Regions from separate parts of the Sus scrofa genome. Here region 1 is linked to region 2. The links are chromatin contacts, called in public HiChIP or PLAC-seq maps. All regions are on one chromosome and are shown on one strand. Each heading gives the region's core, a stretch centred on a gene start, on an enhancer-like site or on the middle of the called end of the contact. The rest is flanking DNA. Distances are from core to core; before and after follow the strand shown.

Region 1 (5,587 bases), core at 546-3,045, 120 kb before region 2:
AAGAAACCCCATTTAAAAAACTCTTTACTGCCAAATTACACAACTGAAAGAAAGCAATAGAATTGGATTGAGATGTGGACAAAAAGCACTTGGCAGCATTCATTCATTAGCTGGGTGACTTATTCTCTCATGATGACTTCAGGATATAGATAATCCCAATTCATGTTCCAAACAGCTGTTAAAATAATTTGATTTTAATATGGATTACGTAAGGCTTCATATCCCCAATCCACGTAAACTATAGGAAACAGAATCATTAAAGTGTTAAAAATATGTAGAAGAATATATTAATAACCTTGACACACTGAAGGCCTCCTTAAGCCACAAAATCCAAAAGTCAGGAATTGGAATTCAAACGCCTATACAGAGCAAGCAAGTAATACTGAGTGAAGAAAGCTGAGTATGAGAAAAATCACCTCATAAAAATTTTACTTCATTTTTACCGAGCTATAATGTAAGCAAGTGCCATTTTAAAAACATCTGAAATATATTTAAAATATTTTTAAATATATTTAAAAAATAGAAAAATATAAATTAGAGAACGGTAATCTTTTACAATCATTTTTTTCTTTGTCTTTGCTTTGGAGTCAGAAACCCTGATTTTCATATCAATTTCAGGTTTTGCGTCTCTAGCTGATAGAAGAAAACTGTCAAGCCATTACTGTACTTTGAAGAGTTTAGCTGGTTAGGGTCAACATTGTTTTTCATATTTTCACTGTTGTTCTTTTATATGTCATCTTTTTCCTCATTTTTGAACTTGGCATGCAGGACCTTGAGACTGGACACTACCATTATAGCCAGGCATCCTGGAAAATTCTGGTCATAAACTTGCGGGGTTGGGCGTGGGGTTCTGAATTGCTCCCCCAAACTCTCCAGGCCTCCAATCTGTCATAACGTAGACCCCTGGCAGTGACTCCCCCAGCCATACCCAGTAAGTGTTCTGGTTGAGACAGCGACTGTGTTACTCGTATGTTTGCTTTGGGTTTGACTCTCCTTCCGGAATCGGCCCCCATTTCGCACGTCCCCATACTCAATTTCACCCTCTAGAAAACAGGCAAACTGAAAAGTAAACTAACTGACCGCTGTCAGCGGCTTCCGTGGGGGCCAGGACTCTTATGGTTGCTCCTGCCCAGGTGCGGTAATCTTCGTTTTACCTAATGCTTTGGCGGTTACTTATAGTACCATCATTTATAACCATTTGTGGTCCTGATGTAAATTAATAGGGTGCAGGAGAGCAAAGACGGTCCAGCACCCTCGAAGCCCGCTGCTTCCCGAGGCCTTGAGCATCCTCAGAAAAGCCGACTTCGCTCGCGCTAATCCCTTTCCTTCCGCTAGGCCAGCCCCGCGCGGAGCCCTCGGGGTCACGTGGTCGCCGGGGGGGAGGGGAAGTGGGCGGCTCAGCGGCCGCCATCTTGCCCGTGTGGAGGCGGAGCGTGAGGAGCGCTGGTCGCGCGCTTCCCCTCCCCTCCGCTCGCCCAGCCTCGCGCCGCCCGCCGAGCTCCTCCCAACTTCGGGCTCCTGTGGCCGCTCCCTGAGTGGAGGAGCGGGGAGCCCCGGAGGGCGGGGGGGTGTGTCGGGCGCGTGCTCGCCCTCCAACCGCCAGCCGCGGCCGCGGGGGCGCGCTCGGCCGGGCCCCAGGGGCGGTGCGGGGCCGAGGGGAGGGGGTCGCGCCTGCTGTGGGGGCGGCGCGCGGCGGCCGTGGCTGCCCCGGCTGCAGCTGCGGCGGCGCGCTGGGGGCTCGCGTTCAGGGCGCCCCCGGTCAGAGCTGCTGCCGTGGCCGCGGCTGCCGGAGCCATGTACCGCAGCGGCGCCCGCTCCTCGGTCTCTTCGCACCGGCCTAAAGAGAGCGGCGGGGGCGGCCCGCGCACCGGCCGCAGCTCCGGCTCCTCCTCAGGCCCGGCTCGTCGCACCTCGCCGCCGTCCTCCGGCTCCTCCTCGTCGCGGACGCCGGCTCGCCGGCCCCGCTCTCCCTCAGGGCACCGCGGCCGCCGGGCCTCGCCGTCCCCGCCGCGGGGTCGCCGCGGCTCCCCGTCCCCGCCCCGCGGCCGCCGGGCCTCGCCGTCCCCACCGCGGGGTCGTCGCGTCTCACCGTCCCCACCGCGGGCCCGTCGCGGTTCCCCGTCGTCGCCGCCGCCGCGGGGCCGACGACTCTTCCCGCCGGGCTCGGCTGGTTTCCGAGGCAGCAGCCGGGGGGACTCCCGCTCCGACTTCGCCCGGGACGGCCGCGGAGACCATCCAGGCGACAGCGGCAGCCGGGTAATCCCACCCCTCGCCCGGGACTCCCTCCACACTCCAGCCGCCTTGCCCCGGGTTCCCGCTTCCAGAGGCGCCCGCAGCTCGGGCGCCCCGAGGCCTCCAGGCCGGGGTCTCCACATCCAAGGCCCTCCGCCCCCACGGGCCCCCTTAGAGACGCCCGAACCGGGAGGTTCCCGGTCAGTCCCGGCAGCTTCATTTGCACAATAACGGATTCGGGACGCGCCCGGGCGTCGGGTTGGGAGGCAGTGCTGCATTTCCTGGGAATAAGCCGATTCTCTCACTCTGGGTGAGGTGTGGAAAAGTTTCCCGGGACGAGGGGAATCTCCTCCCAGCCTGGTACTTTTTCAATAGTTGGTGTCCTCTGAGTTCCGTGGTTTTGTATCCTCCTAGACCTCAGCTGCTCCCTGGATCTTAAAAAGGCTGAAATGTCTTTGTGGCTAGTTAGGGTGGCTTGTACCGCCCCAGAGTAGACACCTAGAATATGTGAACTGTTAGCTCCCCGAAATCGAAATGTGTGTACCCACAGTCGTTTTAATAGCTGCTGCCACTTACTGAATTATGTGACAGGAATGATGCTTAGCTCACTTTAAAACATTCTCTTTGAACATTCACAACCCTTTGATATGAGGGTACCTCCTTATCTAAGAGCTGAGGAACCCAGAGCGGTTTAAGTAACTTAAAGCCATTCAGCGAAGAAGTGGTGGAGTGTGATTCAATTCATTTATGCTTGCTTCCCAACACTGAGTTTAACTGTTATGTTTCCCTGCTAAAGGGACAGACCATGAGGTAAAGGAGTTTAGTTTAGATGTAACATTGACGTCCCACCACAATCACCATCCTAATAGAGCCTTTGGGCAGGATCTGGTGTTTTGGAATTTGGTTCACCAATCTTTTTTTTTTTTTTTTTTTTTTTAAATCCTAGTGACAACATTTCTCTTTGCTTGAGTGGCTCTCTGACAGTAGCCAAGTGCTCTGGGTACTCTGGTTACAAGTGAATTTGACTTGTCACTGTATTGAGATTTTCTTAGCTGAGCAGGTAAAGTTTGAATGTTAGTCTCCACTGAGAAAGTAAGGAAACCAGAAAACTACCAGTTTCCATAGCCTCCCCTTTCTTCTCCAGTGCACAACCCGTTTGCTCCAGTCTTTTCTGTCTCAGTAAATGATATCATCCATTGCCCATCCAGAAACAGTTATCATCTCCCTTCTCCCAATCTGTAAGAATAACTTCATCTGTCACCTCTACATCCCCAAAACTGTCCTCCTGCTGTCATCTAGTCTAAACTGTATTACCACTTGCCCAGATAATGGCATTACACTCCACACTTATTACCATCCAGTTTTTTTTCCTGTACCCAGCAATCAAAATGATTTTTAAAGATCTACATTTTATATGTTTGAGAAATATTTGTTGAACATCTGCCATGCTCTTCTGGCACTAGGGATACAATAGTGAACAAACTAGTCAAGACCCCTGTCCTCATAGAGCTTGATTCTAACAGGAAGTTGGATTATAAATAAGACAGAAGTAAAATGTTTTGGCATGTTAAGTATGGTTAAGTATTAAGAAAAAGAAAACACAGAAAGGAGTTACAGTTTTCAGTAGGGTAGCCAGGGAAGGCCTTCTGGGAAGGTGGCTTTTTAATAAAGACCTGAAAAAGATGGGGGTATGAACAATCTGGAGGAAGTATGTAGTAGATCATATCACTTCCCTGCTTGAAACCTTTCTATGGGTTTTTATTACACTAAGAATAAAATCCAAATTTCCTAACTGTGGCTTCTGCCCATCTTCTCCTGTCACTTTGCTGCAATCACACTGGCCACCTTTCTGTTGCCCAGAACATGCTAAACTCTTTATAGGGCATATTCTTTTTTCCTGAAACATCTGTCTGTTCTTCGAAAGACTGACTTCTCATCATTCAGGCTTCAGGTTAAATGGTATCACCTCAGAAGGCTTTCTGTAACCATCTTATTTGAAATAGCTCCTTTCTCCCAGTGTCTTTTGTGTGTCATGTTTTAATGACTTTATAACACTTTATAGCGCTATCAGAAGTACTTTTTTTTTTTTAACCTGTTTTTGGCTTGCCTCCTTCACTGGAAATGTGTAGGTCCTGAGAGCAGACTTAATTCACTCCTCTAGCCCCATGCCTGGTACAAGGAAATGAAAGATCACTGATGGGGAGGGTTGGAAGTATGGGCTTTCATCTAAGAAAATGATAATTGTTTTAAAATCCTTTATTTTGTTTTAAATTTTATTTTATGGCCACACCTGCTGAGTAAGGAAGTTCCTGGGCCAGAGATTGAATCCGAGTGGCAGCTATGACCTGTGGTGCAGCTGTGGCAATGCCAGATCCTTTAACCGCTGCGCCCAGCTGGGGATAGAACCTGTACTTCTGCAGTGACTGGAGCCACTGCAATCGGATTCTTAATCCACTGCACCACAGTGGGAACTCCAAAAGTCCTTTATTTTTGGAATAATATAGTTACTGCTCACCCTGTAGGACCACAACTTTGTGACTAGAGAGGAGAATGTTTTTGGATGTAGGGATGTTTTGACTCTTTTGACTATAATCTTTTACTTTTGTAGAGACGCTCTCCTGGTCTGCGTTCTGACTCTTTGGAACAGAGCTTAAGGATCACTGTTGGCAATGACCATTTCTGCGTTGGCATACCTGAACGACGGCGGCTTAGTGATCGACTGGGGTCACCAGTGGATAATCTGGAGGATGTGGACAGGTAGGCTTCATTTGAGGCAGGGCACACCATAGTAGTGCTTGAAGGTAGAAATGTTGCTGTTTTCTCAGTGTGAAAAAGTTGAAAGGATGCTGCCAGCACTAAAGTTATGCCCTATGTCAATTATAAAGTATAACATTGGAAAAGGCTTTCTAAGTGGGGTAGACCCTGTTGCTGAAAGAATTATGTAGAAGAGAAGGCTTTAAAATGTCGTCCTGGCCCAACTGGAAAGGGGGAAATTGAGGGGACATAAGCAGTCCCCCAAAATTAGTAACAGTTGAGATGATATAAATTCTAAAATACTGGAACTAAGGCTCCCTTCTACAAAGGAAAATTCCGGACAAAATAGGAAAATTTTTTTCCACTGTGCCTGTAGCATGCAGAAATTCCAGGACTAGGGATCTAATCCAAGCCACAGCAGCTATCTGAGCCATAGCAGTGATAATGCCAGATCATTAGCCGGCTGAGCCACCAGGGAACTCTAGGAAATCTTTTTTTAATGGTGTTATGTTTCACCTTGTCCAGGCTGAAATACATATTCAGAAAGGGTTTGGATAAATTGATGTCTAATATATATTTAAAATAAATAAGCTTTAATAGA
Region 2 (5,629 bases), core at 2,230-4,729:
TCTGCTTTCTCTGAATCTCTCCACCCTTCCCGCATCCCTAAATGACATTGATTGGACCTCTGTTCTTGACCTAACTCTGGCCCTGCCCAAGCCAACCAGAGGCTCAGTTCTCAGACTCTTCTTCACTCCTCTTTGTAGCTCCTTTCAGGCCCACTGAGTGTTTCATAAAAAACAAGCTTTAAAAAAAATGTATCCCCAGGAGTTCCCTGATGGCTCAGTGGGTTAAAGATCAGGCAGAGTTCCTGTTGGGGCTCAACAGTAATGAACCCAACAGGTATCTGTGAGGATGTGGGTTCAATCCATGGCCTCGTTCAGTGGTTTAAGGATCTAGCTTTGCTCTGAGCTGCGGTGTAGGTCACAGACAAGGCTCAGATCTGCTGTTGCTGTGGCTCTTGCCGAGGTCGGCAGCTGTAGCTCCAATTCACCCCCTAGCCTGGGAACTTCTATATGCGGTGGGTGCAGCCCTAAAGAGCAAAAAATTAATTAATTAAAAAAAAAAGATCTGGCATTGTCACTGCTGTGGCTTGGGTCACTGCTATAGCAAGGGTTCAATCCCTGGCCCCAGAAATTCCATATGGTGATTGGGTCACTTTGCTGTACAACAGAACTTGAAGAAACATTGCAAATCAACTATACTTTAAGAAAAAAAAAAAAAAAGAAAAAGAAATTTCCCCATGTTGCAGGCAAGGCCAAAAAAAAAAAAAAAAAAATCCCCAAAGCAATAGATTAAAAGAGGCTTAAAAGGCATGTAAAAAATGAGTAAGGGAGTTCCCATCGTGGCTCAGTGGTTAACGAATCTGACTAGGAACCATGGAGTTGCAGGTTCAATCCCTGGCCTCGCTCAGTGGGTTAAGGATCCAGCGTTGCCGTGAGCTGTGGCATAGGTCACAGATGCGGCTCGGATCTGATGTTGCTGTGACTGTCGTGTAGGCCAGCAGCTGTAGCTCCAATTAGACCCCTAGCCTGGGAATCTCCATATGCCACAGGTGTGGCCCTAAAAAAAAAGCTTCATGAGAAATAATATACATATCAATAAAATTTGCCAGTTGTAAGGGTACAATTTAATAATAAGTTGTAAATTGTAGAGTTGCGCAATCATCACTACAGTTCGGTTCTAGAATATGTTCCTACCCTGAAAATTTTCCTTGGGGCTCTGTAATCAGTTTCTACTCCCCTCAGCCTTCCACTAGTCTGTTTTCTGTATCTCTAAATATGCCTTTTCTGGACATTTGATGTAAATGCAATCATACAATATGTAGTCTTCTGCTCTCTCTACTAGCATATAAATTTAATACACCAGGGAGTTCCCGTCGTGGCGCAGTGGTTAACAAATCCGACTAGGAAACATGAGGTTGCGGTTCGATCCCTGGCCTTGCTCAGTGGGATAAGGATCTGGTGTTGCCGTGAGCTGTGGTGAAAAGTCCCAGATGCAACTCGGATCCCGCGTTGCTGTGGCTGTGGCGTAGGCCGGTGGCCACAGCTCCAATTGAACCCCTAGCCTGGGAACCTCCATATGCCACGAGAGCGGCCCAAGAAATGGCAAAAAGACAAAAAAATAAATAAAAAATAAAAATACACCAGTCCACTCACTATCCTCGCACCACCCCCATCCCATCACTTGGTGCCCCGCCCAACTCAGGCCTCTCTGCCTTGAGCAGAGGATTTGAGCTGCCAGCCATGACTGGCTCTGCATCCACATCCAACTCAACTGTGGTCACAGAACCAAACACGGGCCCTTGTGTCCCATCTGGAGATAGACAAAATATGCTTTTTCCTCCTTCTCCTTCATCCTAACGCAGAAAGAAGGGGAAGCCCCATTGGAAGTGTGGGCCCTAAGGACATGGAAGCTGGCTTTTTGTTTTTTAAGGTCTCAGAGTGAGAAACAAGATGCTCCATGTTTATATGTGCAGGTGAGATCCTCACTGTGGCAAGAACCAGAGGAAGGTGTGATGGCGGGAGGGGGGGTTGCCCATCGAGGGAGCCTGGCACCTGAGGGGCCTCCTAAGGATGCACGTGTGACTGGGAGTGAGAAGGTGCCCGGGGCCCTGGTGCACAGCTGAGCACACACACGTTTGCCCCTTGGTCCCCGTCTTTGGAGCTGGGCCCATCAGAGGACAGAGATGGTCTAAGGCCTCCTTGCCTTCTCTGTGTGTCTTTGCATTTTTAAAAGTTGTTACTGTGTTTGCTCTGTCACCTCACGGTTTTGGTACTTCACAGTTAATCAGGAAGAATTCATGGGACACCACGGACGGAGGCTCCTCTGGAATATGGAACTGGGCTCTCAGGCTTCCTTTGCACTGCGTGCTCTCTTGTTCCACTTGAACGTCTGGTTCTAAATTTGTTTCATTTTCACCATAAAATGAGGGGGAATCATTGTGATGAGCAGCGAGCCATGGTGTGTCTCCCCCAAGACCTTGCTTGAGCAGATTAGAAGGTGCCTTCAAAAGCCGCTTCTCTCTGCACCCACTCATTCATTCAGGACATAGGTGATAAGTGTTTCCTACATGCCAGGCACAGTTCTGAAAGCTGAGGATACAGCAGTGAACAAACAGATGAAAATCCCTGCCCTCCTGGGGGCTTAGATTCTACCGAGTATAGAAAGACATAGAACAAAATTAATTTATTAAGCGTCCCCTCGTGCCCAGCGGCTTAAGGATCTGGCATTGTCACTGCAGCAGCGTGGGTACTTGCTGTGGCTTGGGTTGGATCCCTGGCCCGGGAACTTGTGCATTTCAGGAGCACAGCCAAAATAATAATAATAATAAACAATTTGGTACAGGGGAGGAGAAAGGACAAGGCAGAGGAGGGGGTGGGGTGGGGGACTGCCCTCTGGAAGAAGGGGGTCAGGGAAGATGACCTGAACAGCCTTGGAGGAGGTGAGCACGTGACCAGGGAGCTCTGAGGAACAAAAGGCTGCAGGGCACAGCAGAGGCAAAGGATCGGAGACAAGAGCACGACCAGCTTGCCTGAGGAACAGCCAGGAAGGCAGAGTGGCTGCAGAGAAGTCAGTGAGCTAATGGCCCTGGGACGAGAGAAGTGAGAGGGTCACCAGAGCCTGTGGGGCTGATGGGCCCCTGTGGGGGGTTGGGTGTGACCCCACGTGAGATGGGAGCCCTTGGAGGGTTTGGCTGAGGAGGGTCAAGGCCTAAGCAATGAGTGTTCCCAGGGTCACCCTGCAGGAGACCAGACTGTGTAGCAGGAAAGTGGGGAGCCTGTGAGGACGCTGCTGAGAGAGGGAGTGGAGGCTTGGAGGAGGGTGGCTGAGTGGAGGTGGTGGGTGTGTGACCAGGCAGGACCCAGAGGGGGTTTTCCCTGGACAGGCCTCTCCCCATACCCATAGGCTCTGATTTAGCTCCTCGCTGGATAATCGTATCTGCTGCGCGTTTCCTGCGTTGTTTTACAGATTCTAAACCACCAGCACGTGGAAGAAATTGACTACTTGATGATCCTGAGCAGGTAACGCCCCCCCACCCCCAGCGTCTGGCTCCTAAGGATTGACGATGTTAACTCCTGGGGCACCGCGCCCTGTTGCCTACCTCGCCTTGGCCAATCAGGCAATTACTCAAGAGCTGATCCTACACCCTGGGGCGTCCCCCGCCCCCCTCACCTGGCCTTTAAAAATGTTTTCCTTAACCCCAGGGTGGGGTTTTTCATGTTTTGAGGTCCTGCTTAGCGCGGTGCATGATGGCTCCACTTCCCTTCACCACCACGAGGTGGCAGTAAATTGGCTTTTCTGCGTCAGGGGCCAATTTACCAGGATCCAAGGCTGGTTCCTAACAGGTGTGCATGTGAGTCTATGACTGGAGAGGAGCGCCGCTGGAAGCTGTGGTCGGGTAGGACGTAGGGTTTGATGAAGAGTCAAGAATGTCTTCCAGGTCGGGACGGTGGGGGGTGAACAGTTGAGAGGAATGAGTCGCCATCGGCAGAAACGGGCTTTCCTGGGGTGGAGGGCTGCCAGGAGCAGTGGGTGAGATGGGAGGACCTTTCCTCCCGCTTGGACAAGTTAAAGAAGTACCGGGAGTAGGTGAGCTCCCAGCTGTGTCTGCCTAGCGCGCCTTCGTTTCAAAGGTGTGGTCACTCACAGACCCCAGCCGAGCCGGGGGCGGGGCTGGGCCTGGTCACGTGAGGGGGAGGGGGCACAGGGCAGCGTGATGGCCGCAGAGGCGACACCAGTGGTTGGAGCGCTGAAGGGTGGGGATCTCCCGGGGCCCGGGCAGAAGCCCCAACCGGCTCGTCGGGCCTTGTATTTCTGCGGGAGCATCCGTGGAGGACGCGAGGACCAGGCACTGTACGGGCGGATCGTGTCGCGGCTGCGGCGCTTTGGGGCTGTGCTTACGGAACACGTGGCCGCAGCCGAGCTGAGCGCGCGCGGTGAGGCCGCCGGGCGCGGGCCAAGGGGAGGGCGCCGGCGGTGTCGGGTCCGGGCGTTGGCCCCCCTCCTGCTGAGTGCTTCCGGCAGCGCCCCTGCCCGAGAAGGAAAGGGCCCGGGGTCAGATGGCGTGTACGTCGCAATGCACCGGCCCTGTGAGCCCACTCCTCCCATGCAGTTAGTCTCCCCTTTGGTTCCTTTTTGGAGAACTTTCTTGGGCTCTTTCCAGACGCGTTTGTAGGGAGCAGCTGAATGGGAGTGGGCCTCGCCTGGCTGCACATCCCTCCTATAGAGAACGAAGCTCACCTGCCTTTACCCCTCTTTGGCGTGGAGGTATCAGCCCTCCCTCAGACCCGGGGACCCCTGTTCCTGAGACCACCGTCCCTCCCAGGCCCCCTGATTGGGCTGTTACTAATGCATCCTGCTCGTTCTGCTGGGTTGGCTTGGTTTCTGGACAGCTTTCTACTTAGGAAATGGCGCCAGAATTCTTGTACTTCTCAGAAAACCTTAAGTGTTTCCCTTGCCCCATTTAGGGGCAGATTTAGGTTTGTGCGACCTAATGCAGTCCTGAGAAACCTTTTATTTTTGTCCGCACCTGCAGCATATGGAAATTCTCAGGCCAGGGATTGAATCCTACTGGGGAGAGCTGCAGCAATGCAGGATCCTTTAACCCACTACACTGGGCCAGGAAGCAAACCTGCACCTCCACAGAGACCTGAGCTGCTGCAGTCGGATTCCTAACTCACTGTGCCACACAGCGCACTCACAACGTGGGATCTTCATTCAACTGAGCCCCCAGAGAATCCCCACCCCCACCCCAATACCTCTTTAAAAGAGAAAATCACAAAATGGTAAGGGCTTTGGAGTTCCTGTTGTGATTCAGTGATAACCAACCCAGCTGCTACCCATGAAGATGTGGATTCAACCCCTGGCCTGCCTCAGTGGGTTAAGGATCTGGTGTTGCTGTGAGCTGTGGTGTAGGTTGCAGACACTGCTAGGAACTGGTGTTGCTGTGGCTATTGCATAGGCCGCTGGATGCAACTCCAATTTGACAGCAAGCCCTAGAACTTCCAAATACTGCACATGCAGCCCTTAAAAAAAATAATAAAAATTGCTAGGTCTTTGGGAAGGGGCTGTGCCAGCCAGGGACCCTGAGGCTTAAGGTTCCTTGGTTTCAGGGCCTGTCCCCCCTGCCTGGTGGTTCTCCACCTTCACTGAGCTCAGCCATCATGTGAGGGAGCTTGTTGAAAAGGCAGATTC

What was found. HiChIP or PLAC-seq counts read pairs in DNA pulled down with a chosen protein or histone mark.
Region 1: a contact with region 2 is called in an H3K27ac HiChIP or PLAC-seq map of skeletal muscle, with 3 times the contacts expected there. The contact joins the promoter of ZNF318 here to the promoter of DNPH1 in region 2. A contact is called at or near these places in 2 of 5 promoter capture datasets (fetal liver and liver), 4 of 47 Hi-C or Micro-C datasets (embryonic fibroblasts, heart right ventricle and liver) and 2 of 2 datasets of contacts at active chromatin or transcription factors (alveolar macrophages and skeletal muscle).

What each region holds. Positions count from the first base shown.
Region 1 is chr7:38,384,938-38,390,524 of Sscrofa11.1, reverse strand. It overlaps ZNF318 (zinc finger protein 318), which reads left to right and starts at 1,795. Exons shown (of 10, transcript XM_021098752.1): 1 at 1,795-2,256; 2 at 4,841-4,989. The coding sequence starts at 1,795.
Region 2 is chr7:38,265,211-38,270,839 of Sscrofa11.1, reverse strand. It overlaps DNPH1 (2'-deoxynucleoside 5'-phosphate N-hydrolase 1), which reads left to right and starts at 3,479. Exons shown (of 4, transcript XM_021098744.1): 1 at 3,479-3,780. The coding sequence starts at 3,501.